Regions from separate parts of the Mus musculus genome. Here all the other regions are linked to region 1. Evidence: chromatin contacts called from public HiChIP or PLAC-seq and promoter capture Hi-C data. All regions are on one chromosome and are shown on one strand. Each heading gives the region's core, a stretch centred on a gene start, on an enhancer-like site or on the middle of the called end of the contact. The rest is flanking DNA. Distances are from core to core; before and after follow the strand shown. Region 1 holds the start of Nck2 (non-catalytic region of tyrosine kinase adaptor protein 2). Region 2 has its middle 8.1 kb from the start of Gm38628. Region 3 has its middle 45 kb from the start of Gm29040. Region 4 has its middle 3.5 kb from the start of Gm29040. Region 5 has its middle 23 kb from the start of Gm29040. Region 6 has its middle 75 kb from the start of Gm38628. Region 7 has its middle 97 kb from the start of Gm38628.

The links. Promoter capture Hi-C pulls out the DNA fragments that hold promoters and counts their contacts. HiChIP or PLAC-seq counts read pairs in DNA pulled down with a chosen protein or histone mark.
Region 2: an H3K4me3 HiChIP or PLAC-seq map of the SCID.adh cell line shows a contact between it and region 1, with 11 read pairs. The contact joins the enhancer-like site here to the promoter of Nck2 in region 1. A contact is called at or near these places in 6 of 39 promoter capture datasets (3T3-L1-derived adipocytes, the C10 cell line, cranial neural crest and 1 more), 3 of 484 Hi-C or Micro-C datasets (nephron progenitors and uterus) and 7 of 115 datasets of contacts at active chromatin or transcription factors (the SCID.adh cell line, craniofacial prominence, embryonic forebrain and 4 more).
Region 3: a contact with region 1 is called in a promoter capture Hi-C map of cranial neural crest. The contact joins the enhancer-like site here to the promoter of Nck2 in region 1. A contact is called at or near these places in 1 of 39 promoter capture datasets (cranial neural crest), 1 of 484 Hi-C or Micro-C datasets (nephron progenitors) and 3 of 115 datasets of contacts at active chromatin or transcription factors (extraembryonic endoderm stem cells, intestinal villus epithelium and pancreatic cancer cells).
Region 4: a contact with region 1 is called in an H3K4me3 HiChIP or PLAC-seq map of the SCID.adh cell line, with 12 read pairs. The contact joins the enhancer-like site here to the promoter of Nck2 in region 1. A contact is called at or near these places in 1 of 39 promoter capture datasets (pre-B cells), 2 of 484 Hi-C or Micro-C datasets (nephron progenitors and stem cell-derived neurons), 8 of 115 datasets of contacts at active chromatin or transcription factors (the SCID.adh cell line, craniofacial prominence, embryonic stem cells and 4 more) and 3 of 9 other capture datasets (adipose tissue, liver and pancreatic islet).
Region 5: a contact with region 1 is called in an H3K27ac HiChIP or PLAC-seq map of trophoblast stem cells, with 3 times the contacts expected there. The contact joins the enhancer-like site here to the promoter of Nck2 in region 1. A contact is called at or near these places in 17 of 39 promoter capture datasets (the 3T3-L1 cell line, 3T3-L1-derived adipocytes, the C10 cell line and 12 more), 1 of 15 datasets of contacts at CTCF or cohesin (pro-B cells), 34 of 484 Hi-C or Micro-C datasets (the 3T3-L1 cell line, 3T3-L1-derived adipocytes, the AML12 cell line and 26 more), 16 of 115 datasets of contacts at active chromatin or transcription factors (the SCID.adh cell line, craniofacial prominence, double positive thymocytes and 11 more) and 2 of 9 other capture datasets (adipose tissue and liver).
Region 6: a contact with region 1 is called in an H3K4me3 HiChIP or PLAC-seq map of the SCID.adh cell line, with 12 read pairs. The contact joins the enhancer-like site here to the promoter of Nck2 in region 1. A contact is called at or near these places in 1 of 39 promoter capture datasets (hematopoietic stem and progenitor cells), 1 of 15 datasets of contacts at CTCF or cohesin (CD8 T cells), 4 of 484 Hi-C or Micro-C datasets (the HPC-7 cell line, Sertoli cells, bone marrow-derived macrophages and 1 more), 4 of 115 datasets of contacts at active chromatin or transcription factors (the SCID.adh cell line, bone marrow-derived macrophages, double positive thymocytes and 1 more) and 3 of 9 other capture datasets (adipose tissue, macrophages and pancreatic islet).
Region 7: a contact with region 1 is called in an H3K4me3 HiChIP or PLAC-seq map of neural progenitor cells, with 22 read pairs. The contact joins the enhancer-like site here to the promoter of Nck2 in region 1. A contact is called at or near these places in 11 of 39 promoter capture datasets (the 3T3-L1 cell line, 3T3-L1-derived adipocytes, the HPC-7 cell line and 7 more), 1 of 15 datasets of contacts at CTCF or cohesin (CD8 T cells), 3 of 484 Hi-C or Micro-C datasets (the HPC-7 cell line and embryonic stem cells), 9 of 115 datasets of contacts at active chromatin or transcription factors (the SCID.adh cell line, bone marrow-derived macrophages, craniofacial prominence and 6 more) and 4 of 9 other capture datasets (adipose tissue, embryonic stem cells, liver and 1 more).

Annotation. Positions count from the first base shown.
Region 1 is chr1:43,444,372-43,447,075 of GRCm38.p6, forward strand. It overlaps Nck2 (non-catalytic region of tyrosine kinase adaptor protein 2), which reads left to right and starts at 1,380. Exons shown (of 5, transcript NM_010879.3): 1 at 1,380-1,656.
Region 2 is chr1:43,671,023-43,673,726 of GRCm38.p6, forward strand. No RefSeq gene overlaps it. Among named protein-coding and RNA genes, the nearest start is that of Gm38628, 8.1 kb to the right of the region's middle. Within about 2 kb of position 1,364, at least 3 of the 459 cell types and tissues checked have an H3K27ac peak or open chromatin away from gene starts, as enhancers often do. A contact at or near this core is called in the SCID.adh cell line, where this site is marked.
Region 3 is chr1:43,214,898-43,217,601 of GRCm38.p6, forward strand. No RefSeq gene overlaps it. Among named protein-coding and RNA genes, the nearest start is that of Gm29040, 45 kb to the right of the region's middle. Within about 2 kb of position 1,389, at least 7 of the 459 cell types and tissues checked have an H3K27ac peak or open chromatin away from gene starts, as enhancers often do.
Region 4 is chr1:43,263,268-43,265,971 of GRCm38.p6, forward strand. No RefSeq gene overlaps it. Among named protein-coding and RNA genes, the nearest start is that of Gm29040, 3.5 kb to the left of the region's middle. Within about 2 kb of position 1,329, at least 34 of the 459 cell types and tissues checked have an H3K27ac peak or open chromatin away from gene starts, as enhancers often do. A contact at or near this core is called in the SCID.adh cell line, where this site is marked.
Region 5 is chr1:43,282,827-43,285,530 of GRCm38.p6, forward strand. No RefSeq gene overlaps it. Among named protein-coding and RNA genes, the nearest start is that of Gm29040, 23 kb to the left of the region's middle. Within about 2 kb of position 1,350, at least 6 of the 459 cell types and tissues checked have an H3K27ac peak or open chromatin away from gene starts, as enhancers often do. A contact at or near this core is called in trophoblast stem cells, where this site is marked.
Region 6 is chr1:43,604,551-43,607,254 of GRCm38.p6, forward strand. No RefSeq gene overlaps it. Among named protein-coding and RNA genes, the nearest start is that of Gm38628, 75 kb to the right of the region's middle. Within about 2 kb of position 1,326, at least 9 of the 459 cell types and tissues checked have an H3K27ac peak or open chromatin away from gene starts, as enhancers often do. A contact at or near this core is called in the SCID.adh cell line and double positive thymocytes, where this site is marked.
Region 7 is chr1:43,582,540-43,585,243 of GRCm38.p6, forward strand. No RefSeq gene overlaps it. Among named protein-coding and RNA genes, the nearest start is that of Gm38628, 97 kb to the right of the region's middle. Within about 2 kb of position 1,317, at least 22 of the 459 cell types and tissues checked have an H3K27ac peak or open chromatin away from gene starts, as enhancers often do. A contact at or near this core is called in neural progenitor cells, where this site is marked.

The DNA of each region.
Region 1 (2,704 bases), core at 130-2,629:
GCCTGCAAATATATGAGCCAAGGGGAGTCCTTCTTGTTCAAATCTCCCTGGAGATCTTATACAGAATCAGTGAGAGGAGTCTGAGGCCACTTTTCAAAGCAAAAGCTTAAAAACTGTGTCCATATCGTCTTACTTATTTAGCATAAACTAATTTTAAGTAGGGCTAAACTATTGGTTAGAGTTCTGCCTTCATTGTTGTAAAGCTAGATAGTAACAAAGATGAGGTCTGTAACAAAGAACGGATGAAGCTAGCATCTCCGACTGGAAGAGACTGTTGGGTGTGCTGATTTTGTACAGGATGCCTCCTAGTGCCCTCGTGTCAGGCTACGTGCCAGGTACTTAACATAGAAGGCAGGTAAACATCTCATGTGATAAAGCCGAGGAAGTTGTGAAACACCTGTGTAAGGTGACACAGTTCAGGAGCCTACGGTCAATGGCTGCGAGGACTATAGCCAAGCTTCCTCACGTTACTTATGCCTGGGAACTTCCTATAAGAAGGCAGGCAACTTTTCTTTCTTTCTTTTTCTTTTTTTGTTACGTAGGGTGAATTGTTTCTGCCTTAATAAGGAGGAAACAAGGGCTAGGGTTGAATCTCATTAACATAAATGTGAGTCGTCCGACCTGAAAGCGGAATTTATTTGAATATCAGGGGTTCCTTTGGGGTATAAGGAGCGAAGGAGCTTGGAGAAGAAACCTCTGGATCCAGTCCTTCTCTTCGATCCAGGGTTCTAGCTTTCCAAGTTTGCTTATAGGTTAGCTACTACTCAAGTCTGGGAGAGCAAGGTTTCCTTCTAAAGCTTTCTCAGCCTCCTGTACTAAAGAATTCCTGGGCTCTAATAAACTGGCCAGGACGCTGCGGAGGCAGCTGAGGTCGGGTTTCCTCTCCTCCCCCACTAGGAAGTGGTCCCGCCTGGAGGTTGGGGGTGGGGGGGATGGAGTAAAAAAGTGTCTGGATGGGAAAGTAAATAAATGCAAGGCAAATAAATAAAGAAAATGCCCACAAGCAATTACTGGGAGGAAGTGACATTTTTATGTAAGTCACTTTTCTGACAGACACCAGGCCTGTTTGGCTGAGAGTGCCGTGGGAATGCTTGGGGGGCGGGGTAGGGAGGTCGCTGTAAGGCTCCCGACGCACAGCCGGGTGCGGAGACCACCCGGTCTCGTGGGCTGCAAGTGGCACCTCCTTATCCCTAGCAGCCCCTCCCGGGTGCCCCCAGCTCCAATCTAGAGCGGGTTACGGCTTGAAGCCCCCAGGCGGCGCTTTCCCGAGGCCTGGCTGGGACTCCCAGGTGGGTCCCCCGCCCCGCGTGCGCCGGGCTGGGCCGGCCCCTGGGCGGCGTCACGGCAGCCAGGGAGGAGCGCGGGCGGGGAGCGCGCGGAGGCGGGCGCTGCGCGGGAGGGTCGCCGCCGCGGATCGCAGGCCGGTGCGCGCGGCCGAGCGGGCGGCGGCGGCGACGGTGGTGGTGAGGAGGGCTCGGCGGCAGGCAGGCTCGGGGCTCCCGGGCCGGCGGGGTCCGCCGGGTCCAATTGCGTCCGCTTGGTGGCGGGAGGAGGGAGCGGTGCAGACAAAGAGCGGCATCTGGGCGGGCGCAGCGCGGCCGCCGCCCCGGGACTCGCGCTGCTGCCCTCCGGCCTCGGCGTGCACTGTGCGGCGAGGTAAGGCGATGGCGGGGGCTGCAAACTTGGGCCGGTCCGTGGAGTTGGAAGAGAGGGGCGAGCGGGCCGCGGCCGCCCGGGGAGGGCCAGGGAGCGCGTACCCCTGCGTACCCGGCCGGTGCCCTCAGCCCCGCCGCGGCCTGGCGTCCCCGGGCACCCGCACCTCGGATACACACACCTTCCTGCGAGCCCTCGCCTCCCTCTGCCTGGGGCTGGCGTGGGGGTGGGGCGCCCTCCGCGGGCGGACTCCGGGGACCAAGGACCCAAAGCCCTCGGGAACACTAGCAGCCCTGGCCTGTGGGCGGGCGTGGGACCGAACAGTGGCCAGGTCGCCGGGCGCGCGTGCCTGGGAAGAATAGCCTGGGATCTGAGGGCCACAGCGCTAGGAAGCGGGAGGCTGCGATGGCCGGGGAGAACTTCCAGTATTTAGAACTATTCGTGATCCGGCACAAAGCTGCTGTCACGTTCCATAAAGGAGGTCCTTGCCTCGGCGCAGGGCGCTTTTGTGCCTGGTTCCTTCCAGTCCCTGCGCCCGGTCCCGCATTTCCAAGACTTAAACCTCCTCAACCAAAGTTTTTCCCGGTTGCTCTGCCCCCTCAGTTTATTTATTCAGGGCGATTTAAGCAAGTGGTTCTGCAAGAATTTGATGTGTGACTTTTAATGCCCCGGTGGCACCTCCCTTTTGAGCGCTGTTAGCTTGGCATTGTGTGGAGAGGTTTGATTTGCAAAACGCTGTTATTTATACACAACAGCGATCCTCCCGGAAGGTGTGCGCGGGTGGTGGTTAATGGATAGCAGAGGTGACTTACAGTAGTATTGTGAACAGCTTGGGGACACAGCTGGGTGCCAAGTGGAGTGGGCCCTGCCACCCTAACCCATTCAGGTTGGCCGCTTCCTCCTTATTTGGCTCTCCTTATTTTGCTAACAGGTTTAAGGCCAGTCTTGCCAAGTTTGCGTCTGTGTGTGGGATGAACAGGTCCGAGTTTGGGCTGGAGGTGCACAGGCCTGCTCCTTGGTTGACCCAAAAAGAAACAGCCCGTTGGCCAGT
Region 2 (2,704 bases), core at 114-2,613, 230 kb after region 1:
AGAGAGAACAACTGAATTGACCAGCCAGCCAGAGCTCAGAAAGAGCTAGAAAGGATGAGTTTATTCAGCAGTAAGTCTCTAGAATGAAACCATTCTAGGCCTAGATGAGATTGTATGGAGGCTACAAGCTTACAGGACTAGGCCTAGGTTAGCAGACAGAGGTAATAAGCCTCAAAGACAACAGTTATTACAGGAGAATTAAAGTTACATTTACAACAAAGGATTGCTTTAAAGTATATTTTTTATGATTTATTACCAACAACTGTTTTCTTTGCATACCTATTTTACATACCTATCTATTCAAGGTGAGTGCAAAAATTTTGGAAGTCCGGGTCTAGATGTTCTATATTTCCCAATGGAATGAAAATACCATGCAAAAGTTACAGTTATGCTTTGTTTAGGAGAGAATGAGAGGAAAGTTGATGTTCCTTCCAACTAGAATTAGAGACAGCATTCTGGGTCCTTGGTTTGCTCAACCTGTGCATGTTGGAAGCACAGACTTGTAAGGCCAGCTGTTTTCCCATATCCCAGATTCAATGGTTTCTGTACTGACAGTTGATTCACCATTGCATCTGTGTGAACACAGTACAACAAGGTGCTCAACTCACTTGTTCACAGGATGTTCTTGTTACAAGTTTTGAAGGTCCCCTCTCTGGGGCTGAAACCATTGTATCAGATTCTGCACACCTCGAGGACTCATACAGAAGGAGGCACTTTTGGGAGGCACAGAGCAGCTAGGGTAACTGGCAATTGGGAGGGCAAGCAGACAGGGTAATATGAGTTTCTCAGATGCAAATAAGGCAGCCAGGGGGAAGGGGTAGGGGCGCTGCATAGGAGAGTCTCAATTAGTTGTTGGCTAGTAGAGGATTCCATTTTCTAGAAAGCATTTTAAATCTCTCATAGTGGAAGGAGAAACCGTTTCCTAAGTGGGTCACAAAAGCTGTGTGTGTAGGGATTTTCACTGAAAAATTTAGCCAGGCCTCTGAGAGAGAAGAGAAGGGTCCTGAGAGGGATTTGATCACCAGTTGTTATGGGCTAGCAAGGGAAGTGTTGCTGATGGACATCGTTTGAGCCCCAGTGTGGCCTCCATATGGATGGTGCAAGGCCTTTTGCTGTGTATGGTAATGGGTGTGCCTTTGGTGCAGGCTGGTGAGTGGCAGTGCACGCTGGCATGGTTATGAGGTTTGTAAAGGATAGCATCAGCTTTAGCAATGTATCAGTAGCCTGCAGAGAAGAGTGGGAGCCTGCTCCCTGCTGAGGGAAATGTACACTTAATACAGTCTGGAAAATACATAAGGTAAGCCAGTGACACTAAGCCAAGATACTCCCTGGGGCTGGAAACTTAATCCTCAACATCTGCACCCAGGGGTCTGGCTACCACAGGTTACTGCTGCTATGTAGCTTTCCAGAGCCAGGGAAATGGGTTAACTAGTAGATCATATAGATAAATTTCAAAGGCAAGAGGATTCCAAACTTTAATTAGTGAACAGAGAGAAGCAGAACAAAACAGAAGGCAAACATACAGAATTCATTTTGTTATTTAAAAAATCCTCTACTTTTAGACTTCCCAGGGCTGCTGAATCAACATTTGGGCAAGAGATTTGCACTAATACTGCCTTGGTTTCCTGTGCAGGGGTTGGGGTTGGGGGTGGGGGTGGGGGTGGGGAGTGGGGGTGGGAGTAAACTATCAGCCCAGCTCAGCAGGAGGGTACAGAGTTTCCTGCAAGAAATCTGGATGAAATACTTCTCTGTCTCTGTCTCTGTCTCTCTCTCTCTCTCTCTCTCATTCTTTCCTTCTCTTTCTTTCTTTCTTTCTTTCTTTCTTTCTTTCTTTCTTTCTTTCTTTCTTTCTTTCTCTTCCTTCTTTCCTTTCTTCCTTTTCTTCCTTCCTTCCTTCCTCCCTCCCTCTCTCTCTCTCTTTCTTTTCTTCTCTTCTCTTTTCTTTTTTTTCTTTTTTTTTGGTTTTGTGAGACACTGTTTCCTTGGGTAGGCCTGGTTGTTCTGAAATTCACTCTGTAGACCAGGTTGGCCTGGAACTGAGAGACCCATCTGCCTCTGCCTCCCAAGTGCTGAGGTTAAAGGCAGGTGCCATCATGCCAGAGAGGCTAAGTAACAAAGGTGGCTGCATGAATCTCCCTGGGAGGGGGAAATAGAATAGTTTTAATGGGTGAGCTCAGAGCAGATGAGGCTGGGAACAGGAGGGATTAGGAGAGAAGATGGAAAGGCAGAGGAGTACTGGGAGAGACAACTGGAATTGGGGGAGGAACAATTCTGGAGGAAAGTAGAAGGCTAGTGCAATCGGAACTCCCAGGAATTTACGAGGGGGACCCTAGTAATGGGGAATACAGAGCCTGAACTGACAAGACTTAGAGTGGAGTCACCAACTCAGCCACAGAATCTTTGACCTACAATTTTTCCTGCCTATAAGATGTGCTGGGGTAAAGGTGGCAGAGGAATTGTGGGAGTGGCCAAACAGTGACTGATCCAGTTTGAAACACATGCCTTGAGAGGGAGCACATCGCTGACAATGCCTGGAGGACCAGCAACAAGAGGCTGGATATCCTGGAGATATATAATATAACCTAAAGATATTATACTATACTTGTAGACAGGGCCCTAGCATAATCTTCATCAGAGAGCCGTCATCCAGCAACTAATGGAAACAGATACAGAAACCCACAGCCAAACATTAGGCAGAGCTCAG
Region 3 (2,704 bases), core at 139-2,638, 230 kb before region 1:
GCATAGAGACACAGACACCTATTTGCACACACAAGAATCCCTAACCAGAAGCCATAATATATGCAAAGAACCTGTGAGGTTAAAAAGAAAAAAGGTCCAACTTAACATTATGAGACAAGGAACCCCCAAAGATTCTGTTAATCTTTTTATTAGTTCTATTCTTTTAGAGAACTCTAATCAATACACTGTTCAATTCACATAACAGAATAACTAGTTAACTAAGAAGGAGAGATGGTGACAGAAGGCAGACCGGAAGCTGGAAGGAAATGGGACTTAGAAGCAGAACTCAGGAGGCTCCTGTTACTCCAAGGTTGGTCCATTCTGAACTAAATACCAAGCTCACCATGCAGATGTGTGGTTTGGATGACCACGTAGCCCTTAGCATCAAAATTCAAGTCACTAAATTGAAGGCAGATCAATAATCCATAACATATTGATAATGTAATATATTGAAGCACATACATTTATTTACATAGTGAATATAAACTTGCTTGGGATTTTCACAAATTAATACTTTTGAATAAGAAGAAACAGAAAGCATTTTGGCAAATTCAGGAGACTCCTTAATAATGTTGGGTGTCTGGCATGAAACTACACTCAAACTTTGGACACTGTAAAAATTATTTACCCTTAGTAAAATACAATATCCTGTCTGGAGGCCCGGGAGGAAGAGAGTCCTTTAAAAGAAGCTTACAAAAATCTTTTAAAAGTGTTCTTGGACACAAAGAAGGCAACAGTTGACTGTATCAAGTATGAACTTGGGAGAAACACAGGGATTATGTTTCACTTAAAATACACATGAAGTTCAGAAGTCACAGGAAAGCTAGAAAAAGTCCAGGAAGGGAGAGGGATTTGGTTTGGCTAAGCCAAAATCGTTGAAAGTTAAATGGTGACATTTGACACAGTCAAGATGTCACCTTATTTGTTATTCTCCCCTAGAAATAAACCCTTCATGTTCAACACAAGAGGCCCTGTTCTCCGGTTTACCCCAAGTACTCAACCGCTCTGATTGTTGGAGGTTTCCAGGCAGCACAAAGTGACTAGGAAAACTCTGCAGGCCTGTGCAAAGTGGCCCTGGCAATCAGCAGCCCCTCAGAAGCATTTTAACAGAGCCTTGGATAGCTGATGCTTGCCGAAGCTGGTGAAGACAGGTTGGCAGTCACTTATATTCCAGCTGGACTTTCACTGTCAAGCTACAAGCTTAGAGTTTAGGTCTAAAGAGGTACAGGTGAAGCCAAAGAAATGAATGGGGGCCGAGGGCTGTAGGAATGCAGGATGGGGAGGAAAATGTTGAGAGGGGTTAGGAGGATAAAAAGACAAGTGGAACCGGTGCTCCTTTCCTGACCAAGAAGACATCCTGAAGGCAAAGGACCACGGGAGAAGATCTCATCTAAATCCCCATCGTGGTAAGGGGTGGATCAGCTCCTTCAAGAACAAGTCAGCCAGATGAAATAGATGACAGCCTTCCTGTGACGTGCTGGAGCGTGGCTCTCATGGTTCCCTCCCTCCACCCTTGCTTGGTTTTGCACATACAGGTAATTCTAGTCCATTCCAGTTGCTATAACAACCTCTCAAAGTCTTGTACTCAATGGAAGGACATTTCTTGAAACTAGAAAGTATAAAACCAAGTCCCAAGCAGGTCGGGCATCTGATTTGTAGATGGCTTTTTGTTCCTCCCATACATGGCTTCTGAAGTAAAAAAAAAAAAAAAAAAAAAAAAAAAAAAGCCAAGAATTCCCATAGATCAGGGCACTTATCCTACGGATGAGGCTTCACCCCAATTATATAAACACATCTTAAAGGCTCCACTTTCACATTGTCACCTTGGTGGTCAGGATTTCAACATGCAAATTTAGGGAGGTGTATGCATTCAGACCCAAACACATGTTCTGCACTGTCTCATGGAAATGTCTACGGTGGTACATATGTATTATTTATTTATTTATTTTTAATATAATAATCTTGATAGTATTTTTACATATGTATTTTTATAGGAACAAAAATATGAATCACTTAGGAAATTTATTTTGACTTGATACAGAACACAGACTTGTACAGGTTAAGGGGATATCATGTAATAATATTCAACACATCTATAAATTGCTTAACATTAAATATATTTGCCTCCTCAACTCTTATTTACTGTAAAAAATTTCAAAATTATTTTGATATATATTCTATAAATTCACAAGATTTACTTTCTCCTTTTTCCAAATCACTTATTTACATCAGTAAAAGATGACAAGGAAAAAGTCACCTTAAACGTGTATTCTTGTTGGGGCAAAAATAAAGCAGAGAGCTTTAATTATGGAAGCAAAAATTAATCTTCTATTGTGAGATGCACTGTTTAAAACCTCTAAGCTGGGACTGAGCAATGGCTATGTGAGTGTGAAGACCTGGGTTGAGTTCCAATCCCCAGCACCCATGTAAAGCTGGGCCAGTGTTGTTGTTTTATGAGGCTGAGGAGAATCCCAGGAGAACCCCCAGCAATTCATGGGCCAGCTAGAGAGATGTATATGGCTATGAACAAGGCAGACCCTGATCTTCAACAGAGTAGAGTGTGAGAGCCAAAACCAAGGTTGTCCTCTAACTTCCTTGTGTACTCCATGCACACATACACCTGCATATTCTCTCTCTCTCTCTCTCTCTCTCTCTCTCTCTCTCTCTCTCTCAGACACACACACACACACACACACACACACAC
Region 4 (2,704 bases), core at 79-2,578, 180 kb before region 1:
ATTTCCTCAAAGTACTAGAACACTAATGCTTTGGTACACCCAATCACAGACTCCAAGGAACATACCCAAAGCATTGGAAGTCAGCATCTCACACAGCGCTTGTACATCTGTGCTTATTGCGGCATTATTCACATAGCCATGAAATAGAACCAGTCTTGATGTCCATCAAAGGATGAATGAATTCAGAAAATGTAGTTCATATATACGATGGATGGCTTTTAGCTGTAAAGAAAAATGAAGCCAGAACACTGGCAAGAAAATAGCCAGAGTGAGAAAGACAAGTAATGTGTCGCATTTTCTTTCGTATATGGAATATAGATGTGTGTGTGTGTGAAACAGGGACAAACGGACAGACAGAGAGATAGAGGCAAAGACAGAGAGAGGACACACCAAGGGAAGACGTCTTTGGGAGGAGAATGAAGGAGAAAATAGAGGGTAGTGGAATTTGTGAAACGCAATAGAAAGACTGTGAAAGGAGGGTTCCTAGCAGCGTGATGTGAGGAGGACAAGGGAAGACCGTTCAATAGAGGAACAACTGAGAACTAAGTACCCTGAAGTCCAGGATTTTGCATGGTGGCCTAAAATGTTATTAAACCCACACCTCTTAGAGCTATTAGGAACTGATGGATGCTGGGGGCCAGGAATTATTTTTCTCCAGTAGTGTAGCCACGGTAAACTGCTCATCTTTCTACAAATGACTCTTCACTCATTCCCTGAAACCACTCATGATTAAACTTGTTTGGGAAGGACCCCCAGATGGAATAGAGAGTGACCGGAAGTAGCCAAATTACATCACTGCATGAAATTATTGAGAACAGACAGAAAACATTGTTTAAAAACAATTTTAAAAATTGCTGAAAAAGAAAATACTAAAATACTGCCCAAACCAATAAGTATAAATAATTAAGAGTCTAAATTATTTCCCTAAAATTATTACAAATAGTGAACATACCATTGAAACATCAGTTTGGAAACTATGCATGCTCACACACTATAGAAATGATAGGCCAATAGATCATATCATTGTTTTAAATTTAAAAACCTGGCCATTTGCAGTATGGATTCTATCACAGCTATCCTTACATTCATTCAGCTGTCTGTGGATAAATCAGGCCCCAGCTAACCAGATCATGCCTTTAGATTGCCTGGGACAGATTACAACAAGGTACTCCTTTCACTGTGCTATATTCTAGCACGAAAGGGCATTCCTCAAAATATATTGGGCTGATGGGAACAGAAAAGGAAAATGCTGCTATAGAAAGCCAGTGGTGAGTCTGGGATTTTTTAAAGCACCAAAGAAAAGCCAACCCCACCCCCTTGTGGACATAAAGGTCATTACACTTTTTCTGTGCACGAGGTGCAGCCAGCCATCTTTGGACAATGAACAAGCATAAGTTCCTCATTATTCCGAGTATCCCTTTGCCTTGCCTTCCTCCTTATTCCCACAGACACACCCCTGCGTCCAGCTGCAAAAGCAGGCTTTCTCCCAGCCAGTCCAGGCTCTCCCCTGCCTCTTTTCTGTTGTGCATGCCTGGGTGACTTGTCAGCTGACCAAGCAGGTTAATAACCTGCAGTTGAAGGACTGTAGACTCCGGGTATGGGAGAAACCTTGAAAGTCTTTAGTAGCACTCTAACATCTCTCTAGCTTGAGAGAAAAGGGCTACATGGACTTTGAGGGTATCAGCTGGAGCCCCAAGCCCTTGGCATAGGTTTTCTTGGTCTCTATTACATCTCAATTTCCTCGGTCCCAGGTTCTGACAATTTTCTGCTTAGTGTTTGCTCTCAGAATCTCAGCACCACACATAAGGGAAGAATCACTTCCACTTGTTAATGCCTCACCTTAAATGGCTTTTTCATTATATACGGGGAAATATTACCATTTATTATCATATATAAGATTCATATACATATATGGTATATATGTAGTACATACACATATATGTTCTTTCTGAGTATGCATATTTTAATATAAAATGACAACAATAGAGAGTGTTATCATAGGAGATGAGCTAAAAGGAAAACTGCCAGCACAGTGAGCAGGAAGCAGCCTTCAGCCGTTCTGCAGACCACCAACTCCCAGCTGGTCAGTGACCCCAGGAGATACTTCATGATGCTACTTCATCATATGAACAAACAAATAAAATCACAACACTGGTCTTGTTTCATCTTCAAGATCAATTCCATTCCTCTATCATGCAATGCCTCGGTTTTGTTTTTTTAGCTATTTTTGTTTGTTTGAGTTTGGCTTTTTGACACAAGGTCTCCCTATGCACCCTTGGCTGTCCAGGACTTAGACATGTAGACCAGGTTGGCCCCCTACTCATAGAGATCCTCCAGCCTGTGGTTAAAGACACACGCCCCTTTGCCCAGCCTATCTTTGGTTCTAATAACACCTTCTTTTTCTAAATAGTCTTTAACCATCAAATTAACTCAAAGTCTACTATAGAATGACCTAGTTAGTATTCGATGAGTAAAGGAATTTGGGGGTTCAGATGTCAGGGTTGAGATCAGCTTGTCAGAGGCTGGCAGAGTTCCAAGAAATTTTCCTAACTTGGCGTACCTAGTGTGCAGTACCAGGGGGCTGTGTTAACATACTCAGTGTGCTAAGTAAATGAACACTGAGGGAACCTAAGAACTGATGACACATGCTGTATATATGTGTGATAAGAACTGGGATCCTCCGGGGAGATCAGAGTCTGCAGCA
Region 5 (2,704 bases), core at 100-2,599, 160 kb before region 1:
GTGAAGAAAAGATGAGAACTCTCACCCTCTGTTTTATGACAGTCCCTCCAGTCAGCTACAGAAACAGCTTTCATAAGAAAGGAAAGGACCTTCCAGAGTGAAGTCAACCTTACTGACATTTTTAGCTCCCTCTCTGTACCTAGGTGAAGTGAGAGCTTTTTCTTTTATGCTAGGTAAAGACAAGGTATTTAGTCCAGAGGCACTACTCTCCTTTTATTACAATGAGTCAAGGTTTTGACACAACTGCTACACAAATGTTTTTTGTTAGTTTCTGGCTAACTTGTGTCTTTGAAAAGCAAAGCCAATGAAGTATACCCACAATTCTATACCTTTAATTTCCCCTCTGTGCTATGCTAAGATTTTTTTCAGGGATATCTTTATGAGCCTATATACCAGGAAGGTGGGTTTAAAGGTGTGTATCCAAGGAAGTCTTACCAATGACCCAGATCTAACAAAGATGAATAATGTATTTTCATCCTCAGTGAAATGCTACAGCCCACTTGGAAGGCACTTTTATCTGCCCCAGTCTACCTGACTTACAACAGATGTAGTTGCAGCTGCTGCTGGCATTGCAGTCTTGCTATTGGATTAGAAAAAGCCCTTTTTCATCATAGGCTAGGAGACAGAGGGATGGAATCTGATTTGGCTTCTCTCTGTGAACATATTCAGGTAAAATGAGCATAGCTTTGTCTTATAGAATTAGATTTTATTCTCGTGGACATTGAGGATATTTTTCAGAGATGACTAGCATGTAGTTCATAGGACAAACACACAGATTTTAGAAGGATATTAACAAAAGCATTTTTATACACTGGTCTTTACTAACACTTGAGGTTTTCTGGTGGATACAACACTATGGAGTATACTAGGCAAGGATGGTCCTACGCTATGGTCTTAGAGCATTGATAAGGAGACAACTCACACAGGTCAGAGAGGATGAGGACCTCAGGGGCACTCTGGGAGCAAATAGCTTTGTGGGTGCTCAGAGCAGTGGAGACAGCTCTTAGAGAAGAGGGAGCTAAATAGAGAGAAGAGGGAGAATGGGAGACCACGTGGGCATTTGTGGAAGCATGTAGGCGAGACTAGACATGCTATAAAAGAGAAAAATGGCAATCAGAATGGAGCAGGATGATCAGTGGCTGAGTCTGTATTGGAATCTAATGCCAAGGGCTTCACAACTTCTTGCCAGGGCAGGTGAGACACAAATCCAGATGAACAGGGTCACATGAGAGGGGAAGCAGCTTTCTGGAGGGAGTGTCCACTCTGGGTACTCTTCTAACTTCTGTTGGGATAATATTTATATACACTGTGTGAAGGTGTGTCTCCGTCCTTCATCACCTGCCTAAGGCATTCTCTGATTGGCTTTATTAAAGAGCTAAGGGCTAGGACAGGGCAGGAGAAAAAGGCAGGACATTTGGGGAGAGATAGAAACTCTGGGAAAGAGTCAGGCTGGTGGGATTCAACAGCAAAGCACAGATGAGGTCAGATATATGGGGACAGAATTAGAGGTAACAGGCACCATGGCAAAGATGGATTAGTGTAAATTGGTTACTAAGTTATATGAGCTAGTTGGGAACAAACTTAAGCTGTGAGGGCCAAGCATTCATAAATAAATATAAGTCTCTCTGTGTGTCATTGTTCGGAAGCCAGGCTGTTGCAGTAAATCTCCACCCAAATATGCCCCAGCAATGAAAACACAACACAGTTAGTATGATTACATGTTGTGCACCTAGATCCGCTACCCTACCATCTTCCACAGCTTATGAGACTCCTTAGAACTTATGGTTTCTCCAGGCCATGTGCTTCTGCTCCACTTTTCTTCTTCTTCCTCCTCCTCTGCATCCTCTCCCTCTTGCATTTTCTCCCTCTCCTTCGGCTCCACCTTCCCTTTAATCTGCCCAGTTATCATCTCTCCTTTATTTTACAAATTAAGGTAGGAAGCAGGTTTACAGGAAATCACCTGAGTGCTGACTCATTCCTTGTTTGCAACCACTCACAGGAGAATGGAATTAACATCAAATATAACTAGACCCAGGGCTATGCACAACACCAGGCAGTCTAGACAGTCCAATGATAAATGTCCTCTGCTTTCTTTTCTACCCGTGTGACATTGCAGAAATTGATAGCTGTTGCTTTATTCTTGTGTATCTTCATAAACTGTGGGAAGGTAGTTGACATGATCTGTTTTATTGTACAGGGAACTCAGAAGACTCGGGGAAGGTGCATGCCCCTCCCTTCTCTGGGAACACTGTGGGCCTGCATGACTTTGTACTTGGACATAGTAGAAGAGGGAAGTTCTTCAGATCAAAACTTTCTCGAAGTCTACAGATGTCTACTTTAGAGGCTTCTATTGTGGACTCTTCCGGTGGGTGGGATGTGGATGGAGACTTAGCTTAGCCTATTCATTAAATCCAAACTTCTGAGGCTGGTTTGATATTGCTGCTTCCCAGTGTGTGTTATAAAGATGAGCTGAAAGCTTTCTAAATGGAATACGCTTGAGGCACAATTAAGTCTGCTCACCACTTTGTTGCAGGATGTCTCAGTGCCTTTTATAAGTCTCTGAGAAGGAACAGTAGATGTTTTTATCCATAAACCTCATTAATCTAAACTCACTTTTTGTGCATCATAAAAGACTCGAGTGTCCTTAAAAAGTATCTGCTTAAATCTCACAGTGGCCTAGGAGCCCCATGGCAGGATGACCTAA
Region 6 (2,704 bases), core at 76-2,575, 160 kb after region 1:
AATCTTCCCTCTGAAATTTCACAAGCCAGACCTTCATCATTTGCACTGCTCTCAACATTATCTTCCAAGCTCCTACAGAACATCCCACAGAGCTCTTAACACCCAATGGCTCTTCAAACCCAAAGTTCCAAGGTCCTTCCACAGTCCCCAAAACATGGTCAGGTTGTTACAGGAATACCCCACTATGCTGGTGCCAATTTGTCTTAGTCAGAGTTTCTATTCCTGCACAAAATATTATGATCAAGAAGCAAATTGGGGGAGGAAAGGATTTATTCAGCTTACACTTCCTACATTGCTGTTCATCACCAAAGGAAGTCAGGACTGGAACTCAAGCAGGTTAGGAAGCAGGAGCTGATGCAGAGGCCATGAAGGGATGTTACTTACTGTCTTGCGTCCTCTGCCTTGCTTGGCTTGCTTTCTTATAGAAGTCTACCAGCCCAGGGATGGCAACACCCAGAAAGGGCAAAGGGCCCCCTGATCACTAATGCCTCTCATGGAGGCATTTCCTCAGCTGACAATCCTTTCTTTATGATAACTCCAGCTTGTTTCAAGTTGACACACAAAATCAACTAGTACAGGTGGTGTGAGGACAAGTCAGTTCACTAAGTTTAGGATACTACCAGAACAATTCAAGTCTGCCAAAAGTGACACATGATGAAAATACACAAGGCTGGGGATTTGAAAAACCCCAAGATTTGGTCTAGATACTGAGACTAGAAGAACATATCAGAAAAGGAGAAAGTGGATGTATGTCTTTGCCTCTATTTGGCCACACCTACTGACCCTCATTCATAAGGGATATGGATGGAGGATACATTGTCTACCTCTTCCAGATGACTAATTCTACGTGAAATCAGGAACAAAAAGACTTGTAGTAAAACATTAGGGAAAACTGGGGACCGCGGGATAAATTTCAAAATCTTCCAGTCCACTCACAGAATAGCCACAGTCCTTACACAAAAATCACCGTGAGCTACCGGTTTGATCCCAGGGTCCCTACTGCTGGGAGGAGTCTGTCCATCATTGGAACACACCGTGTTGGGACTGGAGGGAGAAAGCAAAGACAGAAGAGCCCAATAAGTCCTGATGGAATGTTCTGGAAGCCTCAGAGCTGAAACGGATCTCAGGGATAACCTTGTCCGTAGCCTGTTGAATAAACATAACCTGCAGCTTAGGAAATGTTCTTGAGGACATGGGAATCCTGAAGAAAGAGGTAGTTACCACATGTGCTTCAAACTGGCCTGTCTCCATCTCTTTTGTGCTGAGATTGATAACCGGTGAGATCCATCATTATTGATTTCTTGTTTTGTTGTGTTTGGTCTGGTTTGCCTTAGTAAGTGTGGGTTCTAGAGATGGAATTTAGGTCCTCATGCTTGCAGGACAAGTATTTAACTGACTGAGCTGCCTCTACATCCCACAGATAATTCTTAAGGTCTATGACCAAAGCATTGCACAGATAAATAACTCAATTAAATTAAATAGAAGCAGAAAAACATTACAAAGATAATAGGACAGAAAACATTTTAGACGGTTAATGATGCAAATGCTGTATTTTCAAATGTTCCGAGGTCTCTCAGTTATCACACTGAACTGTCACTGAATTATACCAAGTAATGTTGTCTTCCTGAGATCAGTATGCACATATTTCTAACCTAAGAACAGGGACATCTAGGAGTCCACAGGAAATGGCAGTTAAATGGGTTAGTGTAACTTTTACATATACACCTGCTTCTTTGAACTAAGAACTCTTTATACTTGAATATGAACAACCCTCCCTCCTCCACCACTGTGGAGTAGCTCAGCTTTTGATATAACTTGATTTGTTACACCTTGAAAAATAACTTTTGAAGACTTGTGGTCTGCCCTAAAGACTTCATTCTCATTTGATAGACAGTTTTTAGTCATATAAAATAGCCTACTACCCACCAAACAGCTTTGACACCCTTCCCAATAACTGCATGATTAAAGTATCAAAAAGTCAAGGTAGAGAAAGCAGACCTTTTTTGTCTCCATCCACTTAAACCATTGACTTAAGTACAAGGTGTGGATATAGCAAGGCGAATTCCCATGAAGCAATTACATGCTAGGATGTCTTCCTCTAATAGAGAAGAGAAAATCCGTGTGATCAGAACAGAATATCTGTGATCAACCATAGGATATCTGTTTGGAAGTAAAGAGTGAAGTTAGTTTCACCTACTCATTTCTTGGTACAGTCCTGATTGCTGCTTGCAATAAGTGCTGTTTTTGGATAATCTATTCAACATTCACACGCTCACCATCTCCAACAAACATATACCTACCAGATCCATGTACTCACATGCACACTCACATTCAAATTCATGAGGCTATCACACATCGAAACTTCTAGCACGCTACAGCACTCAATCACACACAGTCTTACATACTCCATAAACACACACTTCTACCTAACATATCCATACTTACATACACACTAGCACCCGCAAACCAAAAGTACATGCACGTATACATACACACCCACATATATACACCCCTTCTTACATAGCATGCCCAGCTCATTTTGTAATTACCCTATCCTCTTCTTTATCTTGAATTACTTGTATGAGTAAAATATTCCCAAAAGTCCCCAAGTCTATGTAACTCAATCAGTAGCTTAGCTGAGAACTGTATTCCCAGTTTGAAGATTTTCTGAACCAGAAAGCAACTGTTGCCTTTGTCAATATAC
Region 7 (2,704 bases), core at 67-2,566, 140 kb after region 1:
GCTGACTCAGATAGACATAGATACCCACAGCCAAACAGTGGATGGAGCTTGGGGACTCTTAGGGTAGAATAGGAGAAAGGATTGTGGGGTTCCGAAGGGGATAGGAACTCCACAGCAAGATCAATGGAGCAAATAACTTGGACCCTTGGGACTCTCAGAGTCTGAACCACCAACCAAAGAACATACATGGGCTGGACCTAGGCCTCCTTGCACATATTTAGCAGATGTCAGCTTGGTCTTCATGTGGGTCCCAAACAACTACACTGGGGGCTATCTCTAAAGCTGTTGCCTGTATATGGGATATGTTGTTCTAGCTGGGCTGACTTGTCTGGCCTCAATGGGAGAGGAAGCACCTAGTCTTACAGAGTTGAAGTGCCAGAGTGGAGGGATACCAAGGGGAGTCCTACCCATTCAGAGGAGAAGGGGAGGGGGGAAGGATTGTGGGAGGGGGTAACTAGGAAGGATGCAGTGAGCAGGATGTAAAGTGAATAAGTAAAAAGTTAAAATTAAAAAACAAAAACAAAAACACTGTAGTGATTCAAAACCTTCCACTTTCAATCAAAGTATATGAAAACCTGAGGTCACATCTTGCAAGATCGTATTCTTGAAGAGACATTGCTTTAGTAGCTCAGACAGAAACCTTGGCTCTTCTCCTCTTAACACTCCATTCTTTATCTGAGCATTGTTTTAAAGTTTTTGTTTCTTAGAAGCTGGTGCCACTTCAAGCTCAGGGTCAAAACATGCTACAGGGCAGTGTACCTGTAGTGCCTGCAAGTAATAATAACTGGTCAGAAACACCGAAACTGGGAAAATGCCCTTAAACATTCCCCTGGCAGTCTGAGCTCTGACCCTAAAAGACCCTTGGCTATCCTCATCCCCTCCTAGTTTTTTATTTTAATATCAGGTAGGTCTCTACATGTGGCACCAATAGACAGAAAAGTCAATGTATGATAAGTGTTACATTGGGTTAAACCATTACACTGTGAGAAGACTTTTCAAATCACTCTTAGATTTCAGACTCTGGGAGTTTTGCCTGAACACCCACTGAAATTTTACAACAACTTCCTACCTATTTAAAACATTTTCTTTTCAGGTTCCAACACCCACTGAGCATTAGGCAAAAGGCAGGATCCATTTCCCCTTACTCAGCATTGTCCCTCCTCAGTCACAGGCACACAGGCTACAGCCCTAGGGATTCCTTCCTGTGAACAGACTTTCACAAAGACTGCTCTCATAGCTGTTTCTCTCTGTCCCTAGAAGTCCCCTGGTTGAGTCTCTTGGCTGGAACCTGAGCTACGGCAAAGAATAGTGACACAAAAGAGCTACTGTGTTAGCTGTAAGTCAGTAGGAGGCAGTGAGGCCTAAGGCTGACTCACAAAGTGCATCTATCTGCCTGGTTTTCTTGGGCCTGAGTGGGCAGAGCTTCCTGGGTTGCCATGGGTGGAGCTCCCTGGGTGCCATGGGCCTCATTCCACTGACCTGTGTCCTAACATTGAGGCATGGCTTCAAAGTCTGCCTACTGCCTCAGCTTGTATTTCTATTTGCCTTGCCTTCTTCCTACCAATGTAAAGGCTGCAAGGCCATGCACTAGACACTGTAGCCTAATCCACAACAGTTCTTGAGTCAGTGTGATCAGAGCAGGATTGGTCCATAGCTTACCTTGAGATTGAAGATATTAGAGGTATTGGTTACTGGCCATTTCCAATAATTAGTGTATTGGACAAGCTCCTTTCTGTCCTGTACAACATTTCATAAGGCATAGTTTAAGCCAGATTAAGGTCCATTGGCTGGGCAGAAGTTAGGGGGCAAGGCCAATGGAGCAAGTCTAAGGTCTAAGTAAAACTCAAGAATGAGTGAGGGTCACAGAATCTGACCTAGGTTATAGCCAGTAACCAATGCCTCTAATATCTTCAATATTGCTGTGATAAAACACTAAGCAAAAACAATTTGGGGAGGAAAGGCTTTACTTCAGCATTGATGTTACAATCAGTTGTCTAGAAAAGTTAGGGAAGGGCAGAAAGCAATAACTTGGAGGCAGGAACTGAAGCCAAGACCATGGAGGAATGCTGCTTACTGGCTTGTTCTCCATGGCTTACCCAACTTGCATTCTTATACAAGTGAGGATCACCTGCCCAGGGATTATCATGCAGAAAAATAAGGCAGGCTGGGGATATTTTTGAGCCTGGCAAGATTAGGAGTGAGCCACAGGCTAGTGTTTCCTGAGACCTGAACTGACCTGCACTGTCATCACAGGTCACTTGTAGACACTGGGCACATCTGAATGAAGACATGCTTAAATGTAAATACATACCAATTTGTGAGGGCGTCATACCAAATATAGAAAGAACAAAAAATATCTCATAAGATTTTATGCTGATTACATGTTGAAAGCATAATAAGTTAAATACATTGGGCTTAGTAAAATATTAGTAAATTCATTTTACTATTTTCCATTTCACTTTCAAATGTGTCTACTAGATACTTTCAAATGGCATAATTTAATCACATTGTAATTCGGTGTGACAGTGTTGCTCTGGGCCATTTGTTTGCCTGAATACCCCACTTCCTCCCATCTTGGTCCCCTAGTTCTGCACAATACTGTACTTAGAATACAGTGAACTCAAACAATCAAATGTTATCAGACTGGAAAAGTGAGAAAACAAAGAACAAGATGATCTTACTCATAAACTTAGATTGGACAATA